Regions from separate parts of the Mus musculus genome. Here regions 1, 2, 3 and 4 are each linked to region 5. Evidence: chromatin contacts called from public HiChIP or PLAC-seq and promoter capture Hi-C data. All regions are on one chromosome and are shown on one strand. The core of a region is the stretch at or near the end of the contact, and the rest is flanking DNA. Distances in the headings are between cores, read along the strand shown.

The links. Promoter capture Hi-C pulls out the DNA fragments that hold promoters and counts their contacts. HiChIP or PLAC-seq counts read pairs in DNA pulled down with a chosen protein or histone mark.
Region 1: a contact with region 5 is called in a promoter capture Hi-C map of hippocampal neurons, with 7 times the contacts expected there. The contact joins the promoter of Fam136a here to the promoter of Egr4 in region 5. A contact is called at or near these places in 12 of 39 promoter capture datasets (the 3T3-L1 cell line, 3T3-L1-derived adipocytes, HPC-7-derived erythroid cells and 6 more), 3 of 484 Hi-C or Micro-C datasets (the N1E-115 cell line, cortical neurons and embryonic stem cells) and 4 of 115 datasets of contacts at active chromatin or transcription factors (embryonic forebrain, embryonic hindbrain, forebrain and 1 more).
Region 2: a promoter capture Hi-C map of hippocampal neurons shows a contact between it and region 5, with 2.3 times the contacts expected there. The contact joins the enhancer-like site here to the promoter of Egr4 in region 5. A contact is called at or near these places in 10 of 39 promoter capture datasets (the 3T3-L1 cell line, 3T3-L1-derived adipocytes, the C10 cell line and 6 more) and 2 of 115 datasets of contacts at active chromatin or transcription factors (embryonic forebrain and forebrain).
Region 3: an H3K4me3 HiChIP or PLAC-seq map of stem cell-derived neural progenitor cells shows a contact between it and region 5, with 2.9 times the contacts expected there. The contact joins the enhancer-like site here to the promoter of Egr4 in region 5. A contact is called at or near these places in 6 of 39 promoter capture datasets (3T3-L1-derived adipocytes, the HPC-7 cell line, HPC-7-derived erythroid cells and 2 more), 2 of 115 datasets of contacts at active chromatin or transcription factors (SST interneurons and stem cell-derived neural progenitor cells) and 1 of 9 other capture datasets (embryonic stem cells).
Region 4: a promoter capture Hi-C map of pre-B cells shows a contact between it and region 5, with 2.5 times the contacts expected there. The contact joins the promoter of Add2 here to the promoter of Egr4 in region 5. A contact is called at or near these places in 10 of 39 promoter capture datasets (the 3T3-L1 cell line, the C10 cell line, the HPC-7 cell line and 6 more) and 1 of 9 other capture datasets (liver).

What each region holds. Positions count from the first base shown.
Region 1 is chr6:86,364,234-86,366,933 of GRCm38.p6, reverse strand. It overlaps Fam136a (family with sequence similarity 136, member A), which reads right to left and starts at 1,288. Exons shown (of 3, transcript NM_025591.3): 1 at 1,115-1,288; 2 at 184-324. The coding sequence starts at 1,201.
Region 2 is chr6:86,342,400-86,345,099 of GRCm38.p6, reverse strand. No RefSeq gene overlaps it. Among named protein-coding and RNA genes, the nearest start is that of Fam136a, 22 kb to the left of the region's middle. Within about 2 kb of position 1,274, at least 13 of the 459 cell types and tissues checked have an H3K27ac peak or open chromatin away from gene starts, as enhancers often do. A contact at or near this core is called in hippocampal neurons, where this site is marked.
Region 3 is chr6:86,063,494-86,066,193 of GRCm38.p6, reverse strand. The region is part of intron 1 of Add2 (adducin 2 (beta)); the gene reads right to left. Among named protein-coding and RNA genes, the nearest start is that of Add2, 36 kb to the right of the region's middle. Within about 2 kb of position 1,368, at least 65 of the 459 cell types and tissues checked have an H3K27ac peak or open chromatin away from gene starts, as enhancers often do. A contact at or near this core is called in SST interneurons and stem cell-derived neural progenitor cells, where this site is marked.
Region 4 is chr6:86,027,383-86,030,082 of GRCm38.p6, reverse strand. Add2 (adducin 2 (beta)) reads right to left here and starts at 1,402. Exons shown (of 16, transcript NM_001271857.1): 1 at 1,137-1,402.
Region 5 is chr6:85,512,154-85,514,853 of GRCm38.p6, reverse strand. It overlaps Egr4 (early growth response 4), which reads left to right and starts at 1,265. Exons shown (of 2, transcript NM_020596.3): 1 at 1,265-1,589; 2 at 1,911-2,700. The coding sequence starts at 1,457.

The sequences.
Region 1 (2,700 bases), core at 39-2,538, 850 kb before region 5:
ACTGTTTCTGTGGCAAATATAGCACAACTTAACAGCACACCCAGGGCTTCTTCCAGAATATCAACCCTCACGGACACCAGGGCTCCCACCAGTGTTGACAGGACCTAAGGCAGAACGAGTGTTTCTCATCCCCTGCCAAGGAGCTGCTGTTCAAGGACTTGGGAGCTGTGAGGCATTCCTGACCTGGAACCTTTCCAGCTCGCTGGTGACCAGAGCCTGGGCTTGAGCCAGAGGCGCATGGCAGCGCTCGATGCATTGGTGCACCTGCTGCATAGATGCTTGGGTGTCTTCACAGCAGTTGGCGCTGCACCGGAACATGAGGCCCTGGGGAGCGAAGACAGAGCCTGGTGAGACTGGAAAGACTCTGAGGACAGCTCTCGAAGGACAAGGCCTTGGAGGCCATGCTTCTCTACCTGTTTTGTTTTATTTTTCCCGCCGTATCATCAGGACTTCGTAAGACTGGGACGGTTACCAGGCCTAACATTTGTAGGATGGGGATATATGTTCTTGGGAGCGCGCTTGCTAGTTCTAAGAAAGCCTTGCGTTCCATTCCGCACAGCACAAAGCCAGGGTGGTGGCCCATGCCTGTAATCCTCGCACTCCAAAGGTGAAGGCAGGAAGATCGGGGGTTGGAAGTCAACCTGGGTTAAAAGAGACCCTGTGTGCTGCTATGAGCTCACTGATAAGATAATGTACCCAAGACTGAACCGGAAGAAACCACGTTCTGAAAATCAGTTTTTGTATTTCTGTAGCAGAGTTCAGAGGTCGGCCTGGCTAGTCAACGCCCCACAAGGCGATCGAAACAGTAGAGGGTGATTAAGGGGTGAAGTTAAGCGAGGCCAGTAGGGTGAGGGAGACGGGGCCCACGCTCACGGGCGTTCAGGGTTCGTGGCATCTAAATCAGCGCAGGACGGCCCGAAGGGATTTCGGTCTGGTGGTTCTCCTGGGCCGGTCCCTCCGAGCCTCGCGCCAGATCACCTCAGGGGCGGCCGAACGCTCGTCACCGAGGCCAGGTGGGAGGAAACCGCCCCACGCGAGGCCCGGAGCTCGAACGTCACCGCGCCACCCCCGCCCGAGTTTCCAATCCCGTTTGGGCGCCGGACCGCGCCGCTACCTGCATCTTCCGGATGTTCTCTCTCTCCACACTTTTCACCATGGCGTCCACAGCCTCCTGCACTCGGAGTTGCTGCACCTCCGCCATGGCGACCCTGAGCTCAGCCGCGCCGGCGCCCGCGTGTGCACCCGCTGCGCCCCGCCCCCTGCGCCCGTGCGGGCTTCTCAAGCCACTGAGTCCCACCCTCCGGCTTCGCCCCGCCCTCGGCTGCGCCCCGCCCCTAGCTAGTGAGTCCCGCCCCTTTGCGCTGAGCCCGACCCCCCACCGAGTCACCGCACAGTCTTCCGAGTACCTCGCCCTGGCCCCTGGCCATTGCGCCCTTGTCCTCAGTAAGCGTTCCCGTTCCCGCATCCTCATCGCCCCCTGGCGTCTAGGTTAAGCAACTTCAGGCAGGAGACAGCGGGCGCGCCGCTGGTTCTTCCGTGGAGCCAGGCTTTTGGTGGCCAAAGATCTCTTCGTCGTCTGACTTCTTTTCTTCCTCTCTTTCTCTCTCTCCCTCTGTCAATCCCAATTTTAAAAAAGCGAATGTAATTAGCAGCTCTTGTACAGCTCGATCAGATTTTATTATTGCTATCTTTGTCTTGGTTTCTTTTTGTTGCCGAACAGAATTTCATTAAATGTACATACCACAATTTGCTTTGTCAATTCCCCAGCTGGTGAACATTTATGCCGAGTTACTAGTTACTGCGAGTAAAGGGTACGGTATTCTAGATTGTCTCAAGAGTAGTGTGGGGGTATGGAGGGGCTGTAGATAGCGAGACCGTTGAGTAAGGGCGAGCTGTTTCTGAATGGATTGGTTCTGTCAGCCATGTGCTCTCGTGTTCCCATTTCTACTGTCTTATGCAGTCATCTCTGAAACACAAGTGGTCCCTTCTTCCCATGGGCCGATGCAGAGGGGAGCATCATTAGGTTAGGAAGAGGGCTACTAAAGGCTGCGTTAGAAGAGCTTGGGCTATAAGTGGTCCCATAGAGATAAGGGAAAGTTCGAGTGTTTCGGGAAATCTCTCTCGGCGAGCTAGCATTGAATTTTTGTATTGAACTAGAAGGCCCTTGCCTGGCACTCTGGAGAAGGAAAAGAATGACAGGCAGGTACGGGAAGCTTCAGAGGGCAAAACAGAAAAAAAAGGTTGAAGCTTTGTGGAATAGCCTGGAACGAAAAAAAAAAGACTAGCGTGTGAAGAGTGCTTGAGATTTTAGGCACTTGCTGTGATTCGCCACTAGATGGCAGGCTAGCTCTGTTTTGAGGGTAGGAAAAGCCACACAACCCATTGTCCTTTGAGAAAAGCTGTGTTCCTCCATGGCTGGGCTTTCCCTCTCTCAGATACCAGGGTTGGGGATAAAATGTGTCCACTACTTGAAGCCGGACTTACAGGGATCTTCCAGGAGCAGCTGGAGCCAGGGCGATGGCAGTGGTCACCCAACAGACCAGGTGCTTTGCAAGTACTTTGAATGGGGTCTGAAGCGGACCCTTCAGTGTCCATTTTTCTCTCACTGTGCACAAAGTCAAAGCAAAGGGAGGGGAAGACTCTGGAATATTTAAATCCTAGCAGGGCAAGATGGCTGCCTCAGCCGCGAAGACACCAGAC
Region 2 (2,700 bases), core at 25-2,524, 830 kb before region 5:
TGCTATGAGAACTGTAAAACCCTGGTCTTAGTCAGTGTTCTCTTGCTGTGAAGAGACACCATGACCACACTAACTCTTATAAAAGAATTAATTAGGATTGGTGTACAGTTTCAGAGGGTTAGCCCACTTTCATCATGGTGGGGAGCATGGCTCTACACAGGTAGACATGCTGATGGAGACATAGTTGAGAGTTCTATGCTGGGATCCATTGGGCCTGGCTTGGCTTTTTGAAATCTCAAAGCCCACCTCCAGTGGCACACTTTCTCTATCAAAGCCACACCTCCCAATCCTTTCAAATAGTGCCACTCCCTGGTGACCAACCATTCAAATCTACGAGCCCACGGGGGCTCGTCCATTCAAACCACTACAGCCCCTTTCGCCAGAAGGGAGGGGAGGGATTCTTCTTTTTAGTAAGAAGAAACTAGGGTTTAAAGAACCCGAGAAGTCACTAATGGCTCAGCAGCCAGCACCAGCAGAGAGAGGCTTAAGCCCAGACCGTAGTCTCTAGAAGCCTGTCATAATGTTATATTACCCTTCCATGGATGGCACAGTCATGGAGGCTCCAGCAACATCACTGTGGTACCCTTCGCCTGCCAGGTGGGCAATCACCGTTTTGAGCCATGGCTGTTCTCTGGGATGAGGTGAGCATTTTGCCTGCGGGCTAAAGGGTAACTGTGTTCTCAGTTCCCAGATGAACAGTGGGCAAAGCCCATCTGATGGTTATAGTTTATGTCATGCTGAAGGCGGGGCAGGCTCTTCCAGAAGTCTGATGCTTCAGACCCAAGAGGACTGTCAAAAAAAAAATGTCTCAATTCTGGAGGGCACGTGGGAATAACAAGCTTCAGGAGATGGTGGGCAGCGCTTTTTCCATTCAGATGTCTCTCCTCCTTTAATCAATTACCTTCCTCCGGGGAGGCTTCTGTCTACTTTTTCTTTTTCTGGAAAGGTCAGGCAGCAGGGACTGCATCCCTGCCTCCGCCCCTCCCCCCTCTATCCCCTTTCCGCACCCCCTCCCCCGGGATCTCAGCTCAGGCTTCCTAGTTCAGGGGTGAGATTTATCTTTCTTCCTCTTCTCAGAGAAGGATGAGTTCACAAGTGACAAGAGTGGTCTTCTGTTCTTCCTTTTTCCTTCTCCAAATGCTGAGAGAAGTGGGAGGCTAGCTTGCAAATGTCACGGAAGCCTGTAAAATGCTGAGCGCAGACGGATGCCAGGAATAGCTGGGGTTGCTGGATTGAGGAGATGGGCGACTCCATCATCTGCTAAGAATCCATTGTTCTGCAGCTGCCTGGACACAATGGCGAGGCTGAGGCAGGGGAGACAGAGGGGGTGGGGTGGGTACTGTGACTAGGTGTTTCTTTGCGAACCCCGCTTTGGGGGGGTGGGGTGGGGTTCTGTTGGGAAGAGGAGCAGGGCAGGGTTAGTCAACAGGCAGTCCATGGGTGGGTTTAGAACACCCAAAACCGGGGACTTTTGGGATAGCATTGGAAATGTAATTGAGGAAAATACGTAATAAAAAATATTAAAAAAAAAAAAAAAAAAAAAGAAAAGAAAAGAAAAAAAGAAAAGTGGTGCCAAGCCCCAAACTCAGTAGAAAAGCAACAGTATACCTCAAGGACAGATAATCATCCTACTTGACTCTATAGCCCACATTCTCAGTGCACAGATGCACAATGTAGGAATACATGTCCACCTGCACTTCCACACCCAAGGCTTTGCAGGTGAACTCAAACTAGCAACATGAGTGCTAGGAAGGACTTTCAAACCATAGCAGGGACCTTAAGATTTTTTTAAATATAATAAAACTCCTTTTTATTTGAAAAAAAAAAAAAAAAAAAAAACCACCCAAAACCAGGGCCACAAATCGCAACCAAACAAAGCAGAACAAAACAAACAAACAAACAAACAAACAAAAAAACCAACAAGTACTCAAACAAAGAAAGGGGGCAGGAGGCATCTCATTGGAAAGATTTTGAACTTCTTTGGGTAAAAGGAAACTTTGAAGTCTCCAAGGGCAAGTCTAGAATTTTCTTCAGTGTTTCATGTTGGGAGTTCCAGATGGTAGGTAGGCTTCATTAACTTCACAGGGCAAAGGCACGGCGTGGATTATGAGACTGTGTAGTCAAGGAAGACCTTGAATTCTGCTGGAATTACAGTGACGCACCTCCATCAGTTTATGTCCAGATTATGGTGCACCGGGCACAGAAGAGCATGCTAGGCAAATGCTCCACTCACTGAGTCACATGCCCAGCCCTGGGCTAGGAGTGCTACTGGGTTTAATGGTGCTGGAATTCTCTGTGGGCAGCAGATGGTTTGACAAGCAGGCTATGAGTGGACATAACAGACATTTTAAAATTATTTTTAAGATTTATTTTACTTATATGACTATTTTGGCTGCATATATGTATTTATACCACATGCATATACCCAGTGCTGAATAAAGTCAAAAGGTCAGAAGGTTAAAATAAGGCCTTGGATTCCTTAGAATTGGACTTACAGACAGCTGCGAGGTACCATGTGAGAGAGGTGCAGGGAGATCCACACAGTCTGCTGGAAATGGAGACAGAAAGGTCAAAATAAGTAATCTTAAATCAAAACATGGGGCTGGCGAGATGGCTTGGTGGTTAAGAGCACTGCTCTTCTGAAGATCCTGAGCAATTGACCTGGGTCAATTCCCAGCAACCAGATGGTGGCTCACAACC
Region 3 (2,700 bases), core at 119-2,618, 550 kb before region 5:
TCTAACTCAGAGTCATGGGACTTGGGTGTACATATGTCTCATTGACCCAGGGTGCCAAGCAGGCAATTGGAAGCTTTTGTGGAAGGGGAAAGGAATGGGTCATACAGACTATTGGGAGCCATCCTCAAATGGCTCTCAGGGAAGCAGTAGGTGACATAGAGGGCAGTGTCCTGTCTAATAGATCAGCGGAGCCCCTGGGTTAAGGGCCTCTTCCAGACAAAGGACACTGCCAACTCAAGCCCCATCTAAGATAATAAGCCCAATATTTTTCTTGGGCAGTCGGTGGCTTTCTGGAATGTGAAGGGACAAAGGAACTGTGTAAAGGGTTTTAGATGCCTTGGTCATCCAACCCCCAGTAATGAATCAGATACACTCGAGCCCTGGAGCTGGGACTGTCACAAGAAGCAGAACTCCCTGAGAGGCCTGTTGGAGAAGGTTCTGGTTTGGTGTGTACATTGCTGGTGACACATTTGTCTGAAGCCACTGTCTCCAGCTAATTATTTGCCCTCTTATCGTGGCCACTCGTTTGCAGTTCTCATCTGTGTCATTTGACATTCAAATATATAGTACACCGACACAGAAGAACATGACACACATGTGACAAATGGTCCTGCTCTGAGCCCACGGTCTGAGGTCATTTTGAGACTTGCCACAGGCTCCGAGTCTGTAGAAGATTTCCCTGAAGCAGATGTTGCCCTCCCAGGCTGTATGAAATCTCTGCTGGCTGCCTCCTCCTGTGATCCCTGAATGCTTCTGAAAGAGGCTTTAATAATGCAAAGGAGAGAAAGGGAAGGCACCTATGAATCAAATACCAAGCCACTTCCCAAGATGTGCCACCTCTACGCTGCCCTACCTCCAACTAAGCTAATGGGGCCGTATGGTGCCTGAAACTTCTGGTTTGTATCAAGGAGGCCGGTTTGGCCCCCTAAGTCTTGTCTGAGGATGCCACCTGAAAAGCGCAAGTGTGAGCCCAGGCCAGCTTGCCAAATGCTGTTTGTCATACACACAATTGTCAGCTGAGGAAGAGAAAGAGGCTTTTGGTGAGTGATACTGTAAGCATGAGATCAAAAAGATGTGACTGGCATAGTAAAAAAATAAAATAAAATTAAGGGTCAGGGGCAATGTGGTACAAAGAAACAAAATTCTGTGCTTAGATTCCCAATGTACAGATTATATAACTGATGTCCCCAGGCCACCTGGGAAGGTTTTAAATATTGTTAATACAAAAGGCTTGGCACTTCTCCAGAAATGGCTGCTTCTTGTCCCCAAGTCCCAGAGCTTTCGGTAGATACACAAAAGCTCATCCCAAGCAGCAGATGAGCAGACTTTAGCTCTGTTGTCAAGGAAACCAGTCTGCTCTTAGCTCTAGAATTAGAAAGCCTGGGCCTCCGCCCACCCTTCCTGATGGAGCCTGCACTCTCTTCACCACCGCTCCCCTGCACTCCGAGACCCTTTCTCTGGCAAAAGCCCTAGCATATTGCAGGAGCAGCAGCTCCTGTGACAGCCCAGCAGGCATGTACATGGGCTGCACACAGATAGCCCACTGGGAAATGAATGTCGTTACACAGAAAGGCAAGAGTCTGAAAACCAAGTTTTACCAGTGCAGGAACCAGGACCTACAGAAACAGGATTTACCACTCAGCACTGGGCCAACTTTCTCTCTCCAAAACACCAGCCTTACATTCCCTAAATGGGAGCCTTAGCCACAGCATCTACCAATGGGCTGAACCCACTGCTTTGTGGGAGGGAGGGTGTGGCCAAGAGAGATCTTTGAGATCAAAACACCGTCCCCATGAGAGGTTCTCAGAGACTCAGGAGTAGTGGAAGATACAATAGGAAAGGAGAGAAAACACCAGTGTTACTAATAACAATGAGGGAGGAGGTAGATGGAAAGGACTGGAGGGCAAGGTAGTGGTAAGATGGCTGCTGGCAGCCAAGAGAGGCAATGTGTTCCTGAAATGTAGGTGCCGGGGAGAAGGTAAAGGAGGCTACAAGAGGGCGCCTCTTAAGGTCTTTGCTTGACTCTGAATCCCAGGGGAATTCACAATGGTACAACATGTGATCATATTTCTACCAGTAACAAACATCAGGTTTATGCTATGGTCAAGACACAGAGGTATTCAGTACTGTGGTGTCTCCATATTGTGCAGGTTGGCTGCTTGACAGCCTAGGTATTAGCAGACTGTACTGTCCAGGTGTGCCTATGTATGTTGTCTGATGCTGGCACGTGACAAACATGTCAAATGCATATTTCTTGGATCATTTCCCATCACTAAGTGGCACATCTGTACTTGCCCTCTGAACATCCTGAGGCAGTGTTTGTCTTTTTCTTTACCATGAATTTTAATGTTCATTAAAGGGTCTCCTCTTCGGGCCCTCAGCCCTACATTAGGCCCATTGTGATACACATTACATCTATCCTTTTATGCCAAGAGCCCTGAAAAATCATGCTGACCCATCTTTCCATACTACACAACTTTGGAAGAATAAGCACTGGAGGCTGACTAGACTTACTAAGTCTTTATGAGTATATGAACTCCTACTCTAGACAGTAAGATGTTGCCTGCAGATGTGTTCAGGTTTTGGAGTTAGGATTGTAGCTTGGTTGGTGGAGTGCTTGCCTTAGCATGCATGAAATACTGGGTTCAATTTCCAGCACTGCACACAAACTGTGTGTGGTGGTTTACATCTATAATAGCA
Region 4 (2,700 bases), core at 153-2,652, 520 kb before region 5:
CTTAAAAACCACCCATGCAATGACAGTTCAAGGCACAAGTTAAACACATGACAGGCTCAGCCAGCTCCAATGCAGTCAAAACTACTCTCTTCCTGTCCTTTGCTCTAGGAAGGATGTAGGACTAGCCCTTTCTTACCCATTAGTCCGAAATCTTAACACAGAAACCTGAGATTTGATTTCTATTATTTATAAGCTTATTTGAAGCACTTGGTTCTTCCTTACGAACTGCCAGAGGAGGAGTGGGCATGAAGAGGTGGCAATGTGTGTCATAAAGACAATTTTTTTTTTTTAAAGAATTTGACAGAGTGTGGGTGAGGCTTGTTTTCTGTATGTTTATCTATTCACTTCTGGCAGAGGATGGAGATGGAGGGTAGAAAGGAAAGGTGTCTGAAGAGCCAGACAATAGGCCGGTTGCAGGCCTGACTGGCATCCTAAAGCAGCCTGCCCTGCCCTGCCCTGCCCTGCCCTGCTATCCTCTCCCTTCCCCCAACACCTGGCAGGCTGTGGTTGTGATTTCAAAACAAGTAACTGCTGGACCCCTGCCTTCTGGACCCGGGACCCAGAATGGCCTTCTCTGCTCCTCCCTGGGGTGCAGAAGGGGAGGGGAGGAGACACAAGAGAAAGAAAAGGTGGGCGCTAAAGATGAACTCGCTGGTAGTACCTCCTCAGGGACAGCGGCCTCCCCTACTCCACCCCCAAAGCTTTGGGATAACATAAAAACGCAAGCCCTGGGTGCCCAGGTATCAATCTCCCATCCTGCGCCATCTGCCCTGCCAGCCCCACTGCATTCAGCCAGGCAGGCGCATCCTATGAATCTGGACCCCAGAGCGCCTAGCTGGGCAGGCGCACATCCCGCGTGGATCCCGCAGGGCGGCGGCCCGGCCGTCTCTCCGAGAAGGCTACACCTTCTCGGTGTAGCAGGCATCACAGACCCTGAATGCCCATGTCCGCGCGCAGGCCCATCTCCAGAGCTCAATGTGACAGATCCGCAGAGCCGCAGGTGTACCCAGGCGTCCGCTCCTGCGCGGGCGCAGCCACTCCCAGGCTGAAGCTGAGCTCGCTGTCATTCTGTGGCTCCAGCACCCCGGGGATCCGCCTGCCGTGGCGCCCACCCTGTTCCTTCTTTGGTGCCCTACCTCGTACTCTGCGGTCTCGCATCCATCCCCAAATTCACCCAGCAAGGCTGGGCAGCGCTCCTCGACTCTGGGATCCGCTTCCTGGACTCACAGCTCTTCCGCTGCGTGGCGCTTCCCGCGCATCCCACAGCTCGGGACAAAGGCCCTAGATCCGCGTCCCCGAGGCGGGCGCTGCAGTCAGAGTCAAGTCCAGAGCCCGCGGGAGGCTGGAAGAAGTGTGAGCTCCCAGCAGTGCGTGATGACAAAGGGCCGGGCGAGTGCGCAGCGCCCCCTCCAGAGCCCGGCTTGCTGCAGCGTCCCCGCCCGCGCCCTGCAGCAGCCTGGGCCAAAGGCAGGACCTGTCCCTCAGGAGAAACCCCAGTAAGACACACTCTGCTCTGAGTTTACACTCGGGGTGTATTTTATTTTGATTTAGGGTCTCAGGACATCTTGCCTTTGAGAGGTAACTTTCAGTGCTGCTAGCTAGTGACAACTGGATGACTAAACTCCAAACCAGATAGATTGATCCTGATTCTAATTCTGACCCCATCTTTAACTAGGCTGGGGGCGCACTGCTGTAACCTAGACAGCCTCTGCTTCCTCTGGCCCCTTGTACTTCTCTACCCTATCCCCTACTCCCCTGGAGAGACCCCAGTGGCTGAGTAGGGAATCAGGATTCATCTTCAGATCTGTCACTCCCCAGCCTTGTGACCTTGAGGATAACTCTGCGAGCCTGTTCTCTCCTGGAAAATGACCTGATCTAATGTATTTGTCACCTGGGCCTTTTCTAATGGTTGGGACAGGATTCTTCAAAGCCCTTGGAAAGCAGGATGTTGCAGGCAGTCAGGGCCTTACACCTCCATCCTGTTTCCTCCAACTCCATGTTAGTCACTCCCAAAGCTCTGAGAAATACGCCTGTCAAAACGTTCAGCCTCCAGAAAAACCTCTAGCCACTGAAGAAGAGCCCTGCTCTCCTGACATTCCCAACAGCAACCCTTTGGATTCCAACACAGTCAGACAGTACCCAAATCTCTGAAAGTGGTCCAGGAATGGACATGTGTGTACACATTGGTGGGGGCATGTGTGCATGTGCACATGAGTACATGCATGTACAGAAGCGAGAAGTTGATCTCAGGTGTTCCTATCGCATTCCACCTTATTTTACAGCATCTTTCATTGATTATGGAAATTGCCATCTTGGCTAGGCTGACTGGTCAACCAGTAGAACAGACATAGAAACGTGTGCTGCTATGCTTGGTTTTCACATCCCGCTGGGGATCAGGTCTCAGGTTCTCATGCTTGCCTGGCAAGCATCTCACCTACCCACTGTCCTAGTGAGTTTTGACCCGATCTAAAGCAATGATTCTAAGCATCCTAATGCTACATGACCCCCAACCATGAAATCATTTTGTAACTATAATGTTGCTATTGTTATGAGTCATATGTAAATATCTGATATGCAACCCCCATGAGGGCTACAACCCACAGGTTGAGAACCACTAGTCTAGAGTCATCTAGAGTTGAAGAATTGCTCAGATCAGACTGGCCTGTGGGCATGTCTGTGGGGTGATTGTCTTGATTGTTA
Region 5 (2,700 bases), core at 16-2,515:
TCCCATATATGTTCACATTTATACAGTTAAGGATAATGACATCAACATTTCAAAAAAAAAAAAAAGTTGGAAGTTACCTATGTGTCCGTGGATATGAACCAATCCAACGCTTATTCAGGGTCTCCCTGTGCCATGGAGAACCAGTCAGCCTTAGAAAATAGCCTAAGAAAATAGCCTTAGAAAATAGGTCTTTGTCTTCAGACATGATGCAATCTCTCAGCTAGTTTTAGTGAAAAAAAAAATATTTCTAGAACAGTTTGAATGTTTGTATAGACAAAAACATTTTCCCCAAAACTACTCAAGAAATGTCAACATGGCTACCTCAAGAAAAAAAAGTGAAGGCAAGAGAAACCTTTAATTTTCAGAATGTACTCTCAACTTGGCATGATGACATACCAAGGATATCATCTCTCAGGACTTAGGAGGCAGAGACAGAGGCTGATGGATCTCTCTAAGTACAGGGTCATCCTGGTCTACACAGTGAGTTCCAGGTCATCCAGAGCTGCATGTGAGGCCCTGTCTCAAAAAAGAAAGGAATATTCTTGTATACTAGTTGATCCCGCCCACCTCCATCATCAAATTTTTCATTATGACGATTTTTATATAATTTTTTCAAAGCACAGTAAAATGTTAAAACGGAAGCAAACACAAACACACCTAAATAAAGGCAATCTTTAAGGAACTGCTTATCTCAGACATCCCCACCCCCACACCCCCAGTGCTTTCACATCTGGCTTTTTCAGGACTCAGGTCCTCATGCAACTCAATCCTGCTTGTAACTTAAGTGCTGTTATCCATTTCAGGGCTACTAAGTGTTCCCGGGACTTCATGTTATTTTGTTATTTCTCTCCTTAGCAAGCTCACAGGTGAAAAAAAAAAACAAACTGGTATTAGGTGGGAACAAACGTTTTAAGTGGGAAACGGCAGGTTCGAACCAGTAATTCTACGGACTGGAGGGCAAAGCGCATCCCGGGTGCTCACACGGAGCTCAGCCCCTGCGGGGCGCACCCGTGGCCCAACGCACACGAGGCTCCACGCTCTGGGGACTCGCGCGCACGCAGCGGCGCGAGCCCGGCGGCGGCAGCAACGTCACAGGCCGAGCTTTCCTTTTCGGGAGTCCCCGGCATACATCCTGTGTCCATGTTTGGTCATTTACGTCACGGCGCCAGGGCCGGGGCCTCCCGAAATGGCAGTGGCCCGGGGAGTCGGAAGCCCGGAGCCAGCGCCGCCGCAGCTATATAAGTGGGGGGACTGTAGGTTGGGGGAGCCCTGTTGCACTTTGGAGAAGCCAGGAGCCGCCACCCGAGGCAGGTGCCGGTGAGCCAGGGCGCCGCGGCCCCCCAACCCTCGTGCCCCAGCCAAGCGCCCGGAGCCTGGAACTGGGGCGCCCGGATTCCCTGCCAGCCGCGCGCGCCCCAGTCCAGCGAGGCCCCGGGCGCCCCGCCGCCACCGCGCCATGCTCCACCTGAGCGACTTCTCCGGCTCCGACGCGCTTCTCTCCAAGCCCACCGAAGGCTGCGCCCACGCCAGCCCCGAGCTGCCCCGGCTGCCTGCTAGGGACGCTCCCTCGGCCGCCGCGTATCCTGGAGGTAAGGAGCGGGTCTGGGAGCTCGAAGACTCTGAACGCGATGAAGGGTGATAGGAGAGGCGCGCGGGGTGGGGGGTGGGGGTCCCCAAGCGCGCAGTACCATTCCCACCCCCACCAAGGCCACAGGCGCCTGTGCGGGAGCCTTGGGTGTGCGCGCCCTGGGGCGTCCGTGGGGGTCCCTCTGCTGCAGGATCGGAAGTGCACGAGGCGCTCTGCGGGTGCCTTGCGCCAGGAGGACTCGGGTGGAGGGGGTCGCAGCTGTAGGCTCCGAGGCACGCCCTTTGAGGTGTGCGGGGCTGATGCGTGGTCCCTCCTTTGGCAGGCGACTTCTTGAGCTGGGCTTTGAGCAGCTGCGGCGCCGGGGGGGACTTAACAGACTCCTGCTTCCTGGAGGGCCCTGCACCCACGCCCCCTTCGGGCCTCAGCTACAGCGGCAGCTTCTTCATCCAGGCGGTTCCCGAACACCCGCACGACCCGGAGGCCCTCTTCAACCTCATGTCTGGCATCTTGGGCCTGGCACCCTTCCCCGGTCCCGAGGCGGCAGCGTCTCGGTCCCCCCTGGATGTCCCTTTCCCCGCGGGCCCCGATGCCTTGCTGCCGGACCTCTACTCCCCAGATCTGAGTTCGGCCGCCTTTCCGGAGGCGTTTTGGGAGGCAGCGCCTTCGGCGGGCGCTCCCTCGCAGTGCCTGTTCGAGCCCCAGCTCTCCCCGCCCGACGTCAAGCCAGGGCTGCGGGCGCCTCCCGCTTCGCCAGCGCTGGACGCTGCTGCTTCAGCCTTCAAAGGGCCCTATGCCCCCTGGGAGCTGCTGTCGGCCGGGGTCCCGGGGAACTGTGGGTCGCAGGGGAGCTTCCAGACCACCCCGGAGGCCCGCTTCTCTGCAGTAGGGACCAAGGTCGAGGACCTGCTGTCCATCAGCTGCCCCGCCGAGCTGCCCGGCCCGGCCGCCAGACTCTACCAGGCAGGGGCCTACGACACCTTCTCGTTGGCCCCAGGTGACTTAGGGGAGGGGACCGAGGGCCTCCCGGCGCTGCTGACCCCTCCCGGCGGGGAGGGAGGGAGCGGCGGCGAAGGCGGAGAGTTCCTGGCCGCCCCTCCGGCGCAGCTGTCCCC